Regions from separate parts of the Mus musculus genome. Here all the other regions are linked to region 5. Evidence: chromatin contacts called from public HiChIP or PLAC-seq and promoter capture Hi-C data. All regions are on one chromosome and are shown on one strand. The core of a region is the stretch at or near the end of the contact, and the rest is flanking DNA. Distances in the headings are between cores, read along the strand shown.

The links. Promoter capture Hi-C pulls out the DNA fragments that hold promoters and counts their contacts. HiChIP or PLAC-seq counts read pairs in DNA pulled down with a chosen protein or histone mark.
Region 1: a contact with region 5 is called in a promoter capture Hi-C map of the C10 cell line. The contact joins the enhancer-like site here to the promoter of Psmb4 in region 5. A contact is called at or near these places in 12 of 39 promoter capture datasets (the C10 cell line, the HPC-7 cell line, cranial neural crest and 5 more) and 1 of 115 datasets of contacts at active chromatin or transcription factors (the 230-238 cell line).
Region 2: a contact with region 5 is called in a promoter capture Hi-C map of second pharyngeal arch cranial neural crest. The contact joins the promoter of Tdrkh here to the promoter of Psmb4 in region 5. A contact is called at or near these places in 15 of 39 promoter capture datasets (the 3T3-L1 cell line, 3T3-L1-derived adipocytes, the HPC-7 cell line and 8 more), 1 of 15 datasets of contacts at CTCF or cohesin (the NIH/3T3 cell line), 1 of 115 datasets of contacts at active chromatin or transcription factors (embryonic forebrain) and 4 of 9 other capture datasets (adipose tissue, embryonic stem cells, liver and 1 more).
Region 3: a contact with region 5 is called in a promoter capture Hi-C map of embryonic stem cells, with 4 times the contacts expected there. The contact joins the promoter of Mrpl9 here to the promoter of Psmb4 in region 5. A contact is called at or near these places in 19 of 39 promoter capture datasets (the 3T3-L1 cell line, 3T3-L1-derived adipocytes, the C10 cell line and 12 more), 1 of 15 datasets of contacts at CTCF or cohesin (the NIH/3T3 cell line), 4 of 484 Hi-C or Micro-C datasets (CD4 T cells, cortical neurons, embryonic stem cells and 1 more), 18 of 115 datasets of contacts at active chromatin or transcription factors (the NIH/3T3 cell line, astrocytes, effector CD8 T cells and 12 more) and 4 of 9 other capture datasets (adipose tissue, embryonic stem cells, liver and 1 more).
Region 4: a contact with region 5 is called in an H3K4me3 HiChIP or PLAC-seq map of forebrain, with 2.6 times the contacts expected there. The contact joins the promoter of Celf3 here to the promoter of Psmb4 in region 5. A contact is called at or near these places in 13 of 39 promoter capture datasets (the 3T3-L1 cell line, the C10 cell line, the HPC-7 cell line and 7 more), 1 of 484 Hi-C or Micro-C datasets (embryonic stem cells), 9 of 115 datasets of contacts at active chromatin or transcription factors (SST interneurons, astrocytes, differentiating embryonic stem cells and 6 more) and 3 of 9 other capture datasets (adipose tissue, embryonic stem cells and liver).

The regions. Positions count from the first base shown.
Region 1 is chr3:94,546,735-94,549,593 of GRCm38.p6, reverse strand. The region is part of intron 2 of Snx27 (sorting nexin family member 27); the gene reads left to right. Among named protein-coding and RNA genes, the nearest start is that of Snx27, 35 kb to the left of the region's middle. Within about 2 kb of position 1,458, at least 4 of the 459 cell types and tissues checked have an H3K27ac peak or open chromatin away from gene starts, as enhancers often do.
Region 2 is chr3:94,411,815-94,414,514 of GRCm38.p6, reverse strand. It overlaps Tdrkh (tudor and KH domain containing protein), which reads right to left and starts at 1,271. Exons shown (of 14, transcript NM_001357711.1): 1 at 1,153-1,271. 1700040D17Rik (RIKEN cDNA 1700040D17 gene) reads left to right here and starts at 1,560. Exons shown (of 2, transcript NR_152121.1): 1 at 1,560-1,821.
Region 3 is chr3:94,442,004-94,444,703 of GRCm38.p6, reverse strand. It overlaps Mrpl9 (mitochondrial ribosomal protein L9), which reads right to left and starts at 1,368. Exons shown (of 7, transcript NM_030116.2): 1 at 1,210-1,368; 2 at 889-1,045; 3 at 1-117. The coding sequence starts at 1,353.
Region 4 is chr3:94,477,111-94,479,871 of GRCm38.p6, reverse strand. Celf3 (CUGBP, Elav-like family member 3) reads right to left here and starts at 1,406. Exons shown (of 13, transcript NM_001357784.1): 1 at 621-1,406. The coding sequence starts at 765. It also overlaps a transcript of Riiad1 not described here.
Region 5 is chr3:94,885,592-94,888,291 of GRCm38.p6, reverse strand. It overlaps Psmb4 (proteasome (prosome, macropain) subunit, beta type 4), which reads left to right and starts at 1,334. Exons shown (of 7, transcript NM_008945.3): 1 at 1,334-1,523; 2 at 1,645-1,851; 3 at 2,071-2,217; 4 at 2,551-2,632. The coding sequence starts at 1,384.

The DNA of each region.
Region 1 (2,859 bases), core at 209-2,708, 340 kb after region 5:
AGCTGTCAGGTTCTCCGAATGGTCAGATCTTGACTCTCAAAGATCAAACAACAACAAAACCCATTGTTATAATTTATTCTAGTCATTACTGTATATGTACTTAAAAATATGTAGCTGGGTATAGTGGCTCACGTCTGTGCTTGGATTAGAGGCATAGGTAATTCCATCTGGCTGAAATATATATTTTTAAAATATTAATTGGCACAGACACTTTATATATTTGTAGAGTACAATATGACACAATACCTGTGTATAATGTGTAATGATCAGTATAGAGTGGTTGAATATATTTGCCTACTTCCTGATCTTAGAGGAACAATTTCACCTTTTCCCCATTGTGTCTGATATAGGCTGTGGGTTGTGGTTAGCCCTCACTGTGATGAGATACAATCTCAGTATACTTTGCTGAAGGCAGTTTGGTTTTTTTTTTTTTTTTTTTCCCTGGAGGAATGCTGAACGTCAGCAAATCCTTTTTCTGAATGTATTGAGACGATGGTGATTTTTATCCTTCATTATTTGATGTGATATATTTATTGATTTGCATATGTTATACCAATTTTTCATCAAATTTAGCTTTTTAATATTTTGTTGAAGTTTTACATGCTTGTTCATTAAAGGTATTGCTTTTAGGTTTTTTTGTTTTGTTTTTTTGAGACAGGGTTTCTCTGTGTAGCCCTGGCTGTCCTGGCACTCACTTTGTAGACCAGGCTGGCCTCGAACTCAGAAATCCGCCTGCCTCTGCCTCCCGAGTGCTGGGACTAAAGGCGTGCGCCACCACGCCCGGCTGCTTTTAGTTTTTGTGATTTGGTTGTACTGGCTCTGGTGTGTGTGTGTGGGGGGGGGGGTCATATGCATACCTAGAAAGTTATGGAAGTCAGAGAACAACTTGTAGAAGTTAGTTCTCTTCTACCAAGTGAGTCACATGCATTGACTGAGGTCGTTAACCTTGTCAGCACCCATTGAGGCATCTTCTTGCCTTAGAATTTTCTTTAATTGTATGTATTTGTACAGTTTCTAAAGTTTTTTTTTTTTTTAAAGATTTATTTATTTTATATATGTGAGTACACTGTTTCTGTCTTCAGACTCACCAGAAGAGGGCACTGGATCCCATTACAGATGGTTGTGAGTCACCATGTGGTTGCTGGGAATTGAACTCAGGACCTCTTGAAGAGCAATCAGTGCTCTTAACCGCTGAGCCCCTAAAGTTCTTGTTCATGTGATTTAAAAAATATTTTGACAGGTTCATGCTTATAAACAATACAATGTATCTTGATCATAATGTACTCCAAATCTACTTTCCCACTTCCCAAAAGCACTCTAACATTCCTTCACCTTTATGTCATCTTTTTATTTATTGTTTTTTTTTGTTGTTGTTGTTGGTTGGTTGGTTACCTACTGAGTTGGTGCTTCTTGTTGGAATGTCATTGACCTTGTGCAGGCAGCTATAACTGTTGAAAGTTGATGAATGTAGTAGCCATGTCGTGCCCAGAAGGCAGCACTTCACAGCTCCCGTCTCCATTCTTTGGCTCTTACACTCTTCATCCTCTTGACACAGTTTCTTGAGTCTTGAGTTGAAGAGAAATTGATACAAGTGTTTTATTTAGGACTTAGTACTGGATAGTTGCTTATCCTCAGCTCTTGACCAGTTACCAGTCTGCATTAACTGCTGCTCATTTCCATAGCCGCTTCTCTGGCCAGGATTAAAGGACGCATTGATCTGTGTACAAAAGCAGAATTAATTAGAAAACCATTTGACAATGTGTCCGTTTAGCAAGACCACAATCATAGGTTCCCCCTCGACGGTTTATAGTCTTCTATAGCCGTGGGCTGTTGGCCAGATTGATGAACCAGGTGTGGAGTGTGGAGCAAGCCTCAACCCACTTCAAAAGTGATCGCTAGTTACACTTCTGTATGCTGAAGTGCCGAGTAGGCACATCTTGCCTGGTATGTCAGGATTGTAGCATGCAGGGTTCCTTGTTGGTTAGTACCACTGATGAGTTTTCTTCCCCAGCAGCCTGCAGAGCACCTCTGGCACTTTGAAAGCTAGCCAATAGGGAGGATGTTTTCAATCAGTTTCAGCTTGATTTCTCCGCGTTCCACAACCGAAGCGTGTGTGTCTGCAGCAATAGAGTTTGATCATCTAGTTTTGATGGGTAAGCAAGAGCAATGCAACAGCCTGTGTTTTGAGGACCTTTGAGGCTTCCCTGACCAATAACTTACAGAGAGACGTTTCATGCCTCACACTGAGATGTAATAACTCGTGTCTTTTTAAATAGCTGGGCAGTGGCGTTGTGAGCCTTTAATCCCAGCACTTGGGAGGCAGAGGTAGGTGGATCTTGGAGCTCAGGGGCAGCCTGGTCTACAGCCTGAGTTCCGGGACAGCCAAGGCTACACAGAGAAATCCTGTCTCAACAAAAAACAACAAAAAAGCCCAAAGCCAAAAAACTAAAACAAAATAAGCCTCTCCCGCTACTCCCCAATCATACTTACAAAGTACTGGTTTTTTTGCACTGGTTTCTGATTTCTTGTGAGTGTGTATTTGTGTGTATCTGTGTGTGTGTGTGTGTGTGTGTGTGTGTGTGTGTGAGAGAGAGAGAGAGACAGACAGACAGACAGACAGACAGAGACAGAGAGACAGAGACAGAGAGACAGAGACAGAGAGAGATTAGAAAAGACACAGGTTATGATTATAACCTTCGACTTTGTTAAAACTTGATTTATACCCACACATTCAGTCAGTTCCACAGGATTCTATTTGATGATGAAACAAATGTGTATTCTGTAACTCTTAAAGTTGTATAAATGTTTTTTGGGTGCTTTTAGTCCTTACAATAGGTTAGTCTTGACTTTTTTGTTGTT
Region 2 (2,700 bases), core at 22-2,521, 470 kb after region 5:
GTAAATTTGTGCTAAGTGTGTTACTAAGGGATAATATCATAAGGGATAGGCTAGTGAACTCAAATCAGGCAAACCAACCAGGATTTTACTTAAAACACCAAAGCGGTCTGAGCCTGGTGTGACAACACATGCATATAACCCCAACAGAGAGGAGGTGGAGACAGAAAGAACTAGAGCCTAAATTCATTCATAACAAGTACAAGGCCACTGTGGGTGACATGAAATCCTGTTTGGGAGTGGTGATGGTAAGGAAGCCAGGTGTCCAATCTCCCAAATACCAGTACCTGAAAGGTGGAGGTAGAAGGATCAGCAGTTTAAGGATGGCTACAGGACAAGTTCTTGACCAGTCTGGGTTAACTACAAGAGATGTCTCAAAAACCAACCAATCAGCTGGAGAGATGGCTAAGCGGTTAAGAGCACTGACTGCTCTACCAGAGGTTCTGAGTTCAACTCCCAGCAACCACATGGTGGCTCACAACCATCTGTAATGGGATCTGACGCCCTCTTCTGGTGTGTCTGAAGACAGCAGCGATGCACTCACATATATAAAATATATAAACCTTAAAAAAACAAAAACAAAAACAAAAACCAACCAACCAACCAACAGGCAAATCTAACCAGATATTACAAGTAAATTTGAGAAAGGAAGATTGATAGACAATCAATCCAATCTAGAGCGTTCTGGTGCTGGCCTGTACTGTACTTCCACCACTTCAGAGGCAAGGGCTGGAGGATTTTGAGTTCAAAACCAGCTGACTGTCACAGGCTCCGCCACTAAAAGAAAACAAAACACCTTGCAACAAAACACCCTGCAGCTACAAACAGTCACTGGACTAAGTTGAGGAAGGTAAAAGGCAAATTAATAAAAGGTCCCTCGTTTCAAAGAGAGCCGGCTTAGGAGTGCTGAGTTGTGGTGAACGTCCTATCAATCCTGGGGGCCTAGCTCCCCGGCCCAGAGCCCCTGATCTGAGTCTGGTTATTAGCTCCCAGCACAGCTGCCCCACGCGGTGATCCGCGAGGGCCTCACTCCTAGCCCCCAAGTGTCCCACGCCTCCCGACCCTCAGTCCCGCGCTTCGGTCTTCCAATTGCCAGGGTCCCTACCGCTCTGCTTCTCCCACACCCCAAACTTCCCTCTCGCGCCCTGCCTTTACCGCTCCTCCAGAGTTGCGCGCTCTGCGCTTCGCCTCGCACCTCACCCCCGCCGCCGCCGCCCTGTCGCTCCCTCAGCGCAGCCGCCTAGCGGGTCGCTTTTCAGCAGCCGCTTGTTCCGCCCCCGCAGCGCATCCTCACCAATCAACGCTCACTTTGAAGTCTGACCAATCGCGCTCCTCCGCCGCAGCCAATCCTTCTGCGGACTGCCGTGAGCGACGTGGCTGGTGCGCGCTCAAGTCCAATTACCCGGATGAAAATCCAAGCCCGCCCACGTCCACAGCCAGTTAGAGCCCGGGGAAGCCGATGCTTTTAATGGAGCTCGCACCTGCTGAGAATTAAACAGCCAATTAGAGGCTTCTGGAGTCCTCGGTCCTCCTCTAGGAGGTTGTGCTGCTTTAAGCCGCGAGGGACTTTGGCGCTCCGAGGGTCGGGGGATTGGGTCACTCGTGGGTGTCCCGAGGCCTACGGAGTCATTCCGCGGCCAGCGGCCTTGGGGGAAGCCACCTCCTGATTGCGGCGCCACTTTATCTGTTAAGAATTTCTGCCTGGATGGACCCCCTACCCCCATCTTAGCCAGGGGACAGGAAAGCAACTATGTTAAAGGAGTGAAATGGGGGCGGGCGCTGCACACGCCACGTGGACCGAAAGTCACCGTGGCCACCACCTGGGTAAGGCAGCTATGGGAGGAGCGCGCCAGCAGGGGCCCCCTGCCTTGCCCCGGGGCCGTGGACCTGTGGAAGGGGGAGGATTTGGCAGGCAGCGGTTTGCTTGAAAAACTGAATTCCAGCCGCCGTCTGGGTCGTTCCCGAACCGTTAGGAACGGTTGGCCCTGCTACCACCTTCACTTTGAGGCGAGGGCACAGTCGCTCCGAGTCTCCAGGAGATGTTTTGTGCTGGCACATGATGAATACTCATTAAACATTTGTTGAGTGAACATAGCTAGCATTGTGTCTGACCCAGATGTCTTTGGGTCAATTTCCTATTATTATTATTATTACCACTACTACTGTTATATGTTGCTATGTTGTCCAGGCTGTTCTCAAATTTTGTTCCCTTAGGCTCTTGAGTAGCTGGGCTTGCAAACATGCTCGCCTTCTAGTCATCCAAAATATATATTTGGGTAAATAATACATGCACTTTCAAGAAGATTCACAAGTAACAAAAGGTTATTGAAGAAAATGTCCCTTCAGAGGCAACCAGTACAACCAGTTTCTTGGGAAATTTTTCATCCCACACTTAAAATACACGTAAATGTATTTTTGCACAGCTGAAAACATGCTATAGATATAATTTTATAACTTCCTTTTTATATATGTTAGTGTTTCAAAGCAACTACCTTTCTGACTCTTAGTTAAATCTCAAGATATGACAGGGATATAGAAGATGTATTTAACCAGAACTTTTAACATGTTTACTTTTAAGCATACTTCACTTTGCACTTTAATTTTTTTTTTTTTTTACTTATAAGACACAGTATCTCTATATAGTCGTGGATGGCTTGGAACTCTTTGGGTGGACCAGTTTTGTTTTGTTGTTTTGAGACAGGG
Region 3 (2,700 bases), core at 119-2,618, 440 kb after region 5:
CCTCTTCAAACAGCTTCCTATTTTCAGGAGAAGCATACACTGCCAGTCCCTGAGAAAGGAGCTTGTTACGACCCACAGATTTCTTCACTGAGACCAGATCACCCCGGACTCCAATTTCTGTCAATGAGAACGGGAATGGCAGATGAAATCTCTGCAGGCTATGGAAAAGATGATCATGGGATCAGCCACAGGTAAAGGCTGTGCCTTAGTGTACTCAGGCCTTGGGGTACATCTCCAGCATCACCAAAAGGGAGGGGCATAGAAAAGAGACAGCCCTTACTTTCTCACAGTTTTTATTCTTCCTTACAAACACCACCACCACCACCACCGTCAATTTACTAGGGCAGGTTATAAGGTCCAGTCGTTAAAGTGCCAGCTGCATAGAGGATCTGAGTTTGGATATTGTCCATAACCTTAGCACTGAGGGGAGGTAATACCTACATCCCTGGGGGCTCAACTCATGCCCTGTATCAAATAAGGTGGACCTTTGGCGCCCCCCTTCTTTCTCTTTCTCTCTCTCTCTCTCTCTCTCTCTCTCTCTCTCTCTCTCACACACACACACACACACACACACACACACACACACACACACCATGCATTTATTAGGAACTACACTTGTCACACGTCTAGCTTAAAAACTGGTGCAGACTGAGCTGTTCAATCAAAGAATGTCACTGTTTGTGCTGCGAACTGTTAGGCTTCTCTTTACACAGTTAACAATATTGCACACACGTTTTAATTTTCCGTGACTTTTTTTTTCTCACCAGAACCACAAAGTAGTAAAAACAAAGCAACAAAAGAGAGGCAGGAAGCGGTTAACGTCAAACAAGAGCAGGGGACAGAGGACAGGGACAGGGGAAGGGGTCAGTACCTGGGCCCAAGCCTTACCGTCCACAGACTGCGTGAGGATGAGCTCCAAGTTGTCTTTGGGCCGGTGTTTCGTGTCCTCCACCAACTTATACACGCGGTGACGCCGGTGCAGGTGCGGCTTTCGGCCCTCCCCGGCGAGCGGCACCTTCCACCAGCGCTCCACGATGACCGTGCTCTGGTGGTCAGGGAGGCTGGGGTGAGCGAGTGTCCGCAGAGAACAACCCGCCACCCCGCCGGCGTCCCCAGGAAAGTCTGCCCCCCAGCCCCGCAGTCTGAGTCTGGCACGAACGACACTCCTGTCCCCCACCGTGTAGGACCCAAGCCCCAGCCGGCCCTCACCTGATAATGAGAGAGACTGAAGTCACGCCCCGGGGTACTCCCTTCAATTCGCGGCCGGAATAGCTCCCGGATGCCTCCTTGACGCAGCCAAGCAGCACCTGCCCACCACAGAGTCCTAACCCCGGGAGCCACAGAGGCCGCCATGACAGCGGAGCGGACAGGCGGAAGAAGGACCCCGCGCATGCGCAGCTGCGCCTCTGGGCTGCCCGCGGCGCGCCTGAGTGGTATAGATATAGGCTGCGCTGAGACCTGGGCATGGGGAGTGGGAGAGTTGCCGCAACCCCGCCTTGCACGCCGACGATAGGACAGCGGAGAGAACTGCTTTTTTTTTTTTTTGTCACCACTTTCCACAGAGCTTTGCGTGGACCGACAGTGGAAAACGTACTTTTTTTTTTTTTTTTTTTTTTTTTTGGCTTCACTTTTAAAAAAAGAGGCGGAGGGGGCTTGGCGCACCCTGTAATCTTCCTGCAGGACAAGTTCAAGCTAATCTGGTTTACATCTCAAGCTCTAGGCCAGCCAGGGCTACATAGCGAGACCAATAATAATAATTAACTGGTGAGGAGGAGGATTTTTATCCATAAAAACCAATGATAACAATATAAGTGGTTTGGTTTAGTTCTAGGTACTGGGATCACTTCTAATTTTGACATGCTATAATTTCTGAACACTAAAATATGGATGTCACTCTCAATTTTCCCTTGAATCTTTCTAAAAGTAGTCGAAGGATGGGATCCTCTAAAAACTCTGCAACTTTCCATGATATTGTTACTATTGTATTTAAGCTAATATTTAAAGAGTTGCAGGAGACAAACTGTAGAGAAAAAGAAACTACTGTTAGGCACAAGCAGGTCCTTCTGTGGAGTCTTTGTGCTTAATAGATGGTTATAAAATGAGGGTCTATAAAGGAGTGTGGAAAGATGTGCTACACTCCATTTTATGTGCACTTACATAGACTGACCTACACGCATTTCCTTGGTATTCAGGACAAGTCTTCAACAGTCTTTTAATTGTTTGCACCCAGCACTCAGTATGTGGAATTTCATTCTTTTTAGTATCCAGTGTCTTGATGCTCTCAGTTCACCTTATGGCTAACCGCTATTTATATGCCAGTGATGTCCAAATTCTTATCCTAGGCTCCCACAAACTTCACATTGGAATACCCAACTTCTTATTCATCATCATCTTATATGTCTAACAGACATTTAAAACGTAATGTATGCCCCATTCTTTATAAACTGCCCTACCTGCAGGTGTTCCTGTTACAGCTGATGAGAATTCCATTTTGTTGTTTTGTTTTCCTCCATTCTTTGAAACATCTTATTATTTTAAAATTTTTACACGTTTGTATATTTGAGATTATATAATTTTACCCTTTTTCTCCTTCTAACCCCTCTCCTCCTCTCTCAGATTCATGGACTCTTTCCCCTTGTTATTTATATTTGTGTTTATACATTCTTAAATATATAAATATAATCTGCTCAGTCTGTACAT
Region 4 (2,761 bases), core at 157-2,656, 410 kb after region 5:
AAGAGACAGGTGCGCAGAGTGCGCGGAGAAGGAAGCGACAGCCGGAAGTGCTTTTTCCCCAGAACCCAAAGATTTCAGGAAGTCTTGTGGCCCTGGGTCCCCGGAGCTTGGAGCTCTCCAAGTGCTGATCCAAGCCAGCTCTGCTTAGCAGCACAGCGCTTGGAGAGACCTCAGGAACCTCTTCCTAATAACTTTCTAAAACCAGTCTCTCTTGTCCATGCTCCTCTCCCCGGCTCCTTCATCTTAGTCCTGGGTTGCCCTGGTTTGACTGTGGCCACTCTTTCTAGGTTAAACACACCTGACCAGCCATCCCAACATTATCTGGGGCTTCTCACATTGTCAGTCTTGATCATCTCCTAAAACTTGTCCTTCTCATCCTTCTGTTCATCCCATGCCACCAACGCCCTCCTCCATCTCGTGCAGAGTTCCCCTTAGTTTTTCACCTTATGGTCCCTGTCTCTCAGCTGAGTTCTCACTTAGTTCCTTTATCCAGTCCTTCAGCCCCTGGACTCTGCTTCCAAATCAGCCCTTTCCAGCCACTCCATCCCCCCAGCCTCCTCCATCCTTCTTGCCTAGCAGGCCACTCAGTGCCTCCTCTCCAGCCTGGCCTGACCCCTCACCCTTGTGCAGCCCGGTGTACTTGTCCTTGATGACAGTCAGCTCGAAGATCCGACCAAACTGCTCGAAGATGGGCTTCAGGTCCTTTTCCTCCAGATGCCTCGGGATCTGCCCCACAAACAGCTTGATGGCATCTGGCTCCTTCATTGGGGCGGCCCAGGAGGAGGGGCCGGGGGTGGGGGAGCAGGGAGAGGACCAAAGACAAGGGAAGCTGCCCAACCAGGAGGCAGGTGGTAGGGCCCAGGGGCCCAGCAGGGCCAGCTTTTCCTTTGGCCCCCAACCACACTGCTGAGCAGAGGAGGGCTCTTCACACAAAGGAGGCCTGGGGAGTTGAGGGCTAGGGGTCAGGGGTCTAGGCAGACAGTGTCAGGCCACCAGGGGCATAGCCCAAGCAAAGGATCTCCCTCCCAGAGATCTGGCAAATATCCCAGGCTGAGGGTCAGGGTGACCAAACCCTGGGGCGTTTGGGTGGTAGCTGGAACGGTGGAGCTCAGAGGGCGGGAGCAAAGGCACAGATGCCAAAGGAGATGGGGTAAAGTCAGAAGAGGGCGATAGGAAAGAGGCTGAGGGGCTAGGGGACTGCTATGGTTGCCAGCAGCGTCATGAGGGGGTCCCTGCTCCTGATGTGGGGCAGGTGACTCTCTCGTTGGCTTCCTAGGGAAGACACCTCCCTGTGGCTGATCCTTCTGCTGGGTCCGAAGATCCCTGATGCCAAATGCTTGATCTCTGATGGCGGCAGGGCTTCGGGGGTCCCTTCTGCCCTGTCCCCTTCAGGTTCTCCCTAGACCCCCCCCTCCCACCCCCACCCTGTATGGTTCCCCGGCCTGGGCTGTTGCCGGCTACTCCCGACACTAGGGCTGCCTGCTTTCCCGGTCACCTGGGTCCCGGAGCTCTGCTCTCCGGCCGCGCTCTCCTCAACAAAAACCTCCCCCCCCTCCACACCCCCCCTCCCCACTCCCACCTCCTTTCCCCTGACATCAGTGATGTCAGTCTCAGGGGTGGAATACAAATTCTCTACCCTGGAGAGAGACGCACAACCCGGGCAAGAGCCACGCCCTCTTTCTATCTCTATCCTCCCTGACTCCCTTTCTGCCCCAGAAGAGCAGCTGGTCTTGATAACAACCCTTCCCCCATCTTACTCCCCAATCAGGAGTTGGGCAAGAGACGAAGATGGAGAATTTATAGAGGAGCCCTAGGGTGGGGTCCATTGTTCCGGGGGTTGGAGCTGTCCCCGGTGCTGGAAGAGGAAGAGCAGACCCGGGAGATGGAAGCTGGGAGGGGGGGGGGGGGCGGTGAGGAGAGGGCAGCCTGGCCTTTGGGGAGTCTGAGAGTGAGAACCCAAGGAAGGAAACAAGGAAAAGAAATGAGAAAGATCAGTCAGGCAGGTTGAAGGGCAGACAGGGAGGTGTAGATGAGGAAGGAAGCAGCCACAGGGTCTAGGAGGAAAACAGCAAAAGTGAGATGGAGAGTAAAAAAATTTGAACGGGTGTGGAAAAGGAGAGAGCTGGTGGGAGTGAGTGCAGAGAGAGTCTGCATACTTTTCCAGAAAAAGAAACAAGGGAAGCTATAGCAGTCTGGCATTTTCAGACACCCCCTTCCTTCTCTCTGGGGGTGTTGTGTGTATGAGTGCTTGGGCAGGGAGGCAGCGGCTGGTGGCAGCTCTCGTATTATCCTTGTAGACCAAGACTGCACACAGCGTCTAGCATGATGTCTTGCTTACACATAGTAGGTGCTTATCAAATGTAAAGAACCTGTGACAAGTAGAGAATCTTGATTCCTTCTGTGGGAACAGGCACAGATGCCAGGCTCCCCTTGAGGGCAAAGTACCCCATTTCTCCTTCCTTTGCTTCCTTTGGTTGGGTTCCTAGAGTAGATCTCAGAGTCAGATGAAAGGAGGCAAAAAAAAAAAAAAAAAAAAAATAGAAACTATTTTTCTCCAAAACAGTTATACTTCTAAACCTGGTTGTATGTTCCAGGTTGGCCCTCTGTGCTCCAGCCCCATACCTGCCCCATGTGTCTGTTGGCATCAGCTCTCTGTGATAGCAATCCTGGCTCACCATCCATCCATTCTCCACTGGCAGCTTCCATAGAACACCCTGCTTCCCCTTCTGCCCAGGGTGGAGCAGCTGTCTCTGAGACTCCC
Region 5 (2,700 bases), core at 85-2,584:
GTACTCATATAATAAATAAATAAATCTTTTTTAAAAAAGGATTGTATACACTAGAGTCTCTGAAGGAAATACAAGAGAATATTAGGCAAAATTAATATTCAGACAAATAATGTCTGGATTATATAGGAAAGAGCCTCTGTGGGGAGGGGAATCCTGGCCCCTGGGCTGGAAAAGTTCAGAGTAAAGGGTGGGTTGTGCCAGGTAGGGACTGAGGGATGCTGGGAGAACCTGGAGGCTATGTCGACTTGAATATGTTAAATATGCACCTCAGCCAATTGTTCTGGGTCAGAACTTCAACATCAATATTCTCTCATATGTGGAATCTAGGTGTGTTTGTATGTGTGTATTAGGTCAGGAAAGTAGAAAGGTGCTCATAAGGAAAAGGCTCTTTAGGGACCCGGGTGAAGGATTAGAAGGTAATAGAACACGTGTCAGTGGAAGCACGAAGGGTCTTCTTAGACAGGGAGGAGGAAGCAGGAAGACAGGGAAGGCACTGAGATGGGCACCAGTGAGGGTAGAGTAAAACGACATCTAGGATGAAAAGGCTGTAATGAAACCTATTGTTTTGTATGCTATCTTGAGGGGGCAGGGGAATTCCTCCACTGCCTCTAGTTCACTGTGGATTCTTTTTTCTTTTAATACAAGATCTCTCAGTAGTTCAGGTTGTCCTGGACTCTGAGTGTAGTCCAGAATGGTCTTGTACTGGAGGCATTCCTTCTGTTCCAGCCTTCTGAATACTAAGATTTTTCTCTTTCTCCCTCTTCTCTCCCCCCCACCCCCCCTTGTTCACCACATAAGTGCCTGGTGCCCTCAGGGCTAGAAGAGGAGTTACAGGTGATTGTCAGCCACCCCGTGGGTGCTTAGATTCGAACCCCAGTGCTATAAACGTGGGCCATCTCTCCCCTTGGTTTGTATCTTTTCTACCTTTTATTGACTGTAACGGGGTAAACCACTGTATCTTATGCTTCGGCTTCTTATCTATCAAATAAGTTGATAATGCCTGCTCTATTGGCCGGCTCTGAGAAGTAAAACAGTAAGAGAGCTTGGGTCCAGTGATTCTTCAAGCCTTGTTTTTGATATTGATCCAAAAAGCACATGGTAACAGGTCCTGGTGCTTGTCCCACACGGCCTGCTCCTCCTGAATTGTCAGAATACTGGGATCTAGGCATCCCTACTGCAGTGGGATACGGGGATGCGGCCTTGTGCATTTCTGTCAGTCTTGGCGGCTACTCTGGACCAGGACTCCTCAAACGGCTTTATAAATACAGAGCCGGAGTCCTGACCCATGGAAGAGGCAGGCAGGAAGAAGAGAGGCGTGGCAAAGGACCACTTCCGTTTCCGGTGACGCTAGCGCTTTCATTTCTGTCGGCTGAGGTGACTAAGATGGAAGCGTTTTGGGAGTCACGGGCTGGCCACTGGGCCGGGGGTCCGGCTCCAGGGCAGTTTTACCGCATCCCGGCCACCCCCAGCGGCCTCATGGACCCGGCGTCGGCGCCCTGCGAGGGTCCCATCACTCGGACCCAGTGAGTCGCGCTCTCACCGCGCCGGGAATGGGCGGCGGGCCGGGATGCGGGGACCTCTGATGCGCGGGCGCCAGCAATCGGGGCTCCGGCCTCGCGCTCAGGGACCCTTTTCACGATTCAGGAACCCCATGGTGACCGGGACATCGGTACTCGGGGTGAAGTTCGACGGCGGAGTGGTGATTGCTGCAGACATGCTGGGCTCCTACGGCTCCCTGGCTCGTTTCCGCAATATCTCTCGTATTATGCGAGTCAACGACAGCACTATGCTGGGTGCCTCGGGAGACTACGCTGATTTCCAGTATTTGAAACAAGTTCTCGGCCAGATGGTGTAAGTCGCCTCCAAGTGGAGCGGACAGCCTTCCGTTTATTATTCCTGTAGGCGGGATGGAGGGACTTGAGACTTTGGGTAATTGTTGAGACATTTGTGAATGTTTGGAATACTTTTTGGTATTGGGGGGGGTGGTCTTGGATTGTAGAATTGTGTGTAGAACAGGGAGTGGGATGGGGAGCCTGACCTGTTATCATTGCTTTCTCAATTGTATTTAAGGATTGATGAAGAGCTGTTGGGAGATGGACACAGCTATAGCCCTAGAGCTATTCATTCATGGTTGACAAGAGCCATGTACAGCCGCCGCTCCAAGATGAATCCCCTGTGGAACACCATGGTCATTGGAGGCTATGCTGACGGAGAAAGGTATTTGATAACTTCCTTGACCGCCTAACCTAGCACCTATGTAGTGTCTCTTCAGTCTTTAAACAGAATGGTTCTTTACACTTCTTTTGGTATTTGTGCTTGTGTAGTACTGTGTGTGTGTTTGTGTGTGCATGCATCTTCTGCATTGTGGATTCTAGAGATCAAACTTGGGTCATCGGGCATGCTGGCAAGTGCCCTCACCACCGAGCTATCCTGCTTCCCCACCCTCAGGCACTTTGACCCCAGAGAATTTCCATCTTTTAATTCAGACCTAATGGACACAGCTAAGAAATGGAAGATTAGATCAGTTCTTTGATGTGTTTGTCCCTCTAGCTTCCTCGGTTATGTGGACATGCTTGGTGTAGCTTATGAAGCCCCTTCACTGGCCACTGGTTATGGTGCATACTTGGCTCAGGTAAGTAGTGGGCCTAGCGATGGGGAGAAGAGAAATAGAAATGAGAAGGCAATGTTAATCTCTTTCCC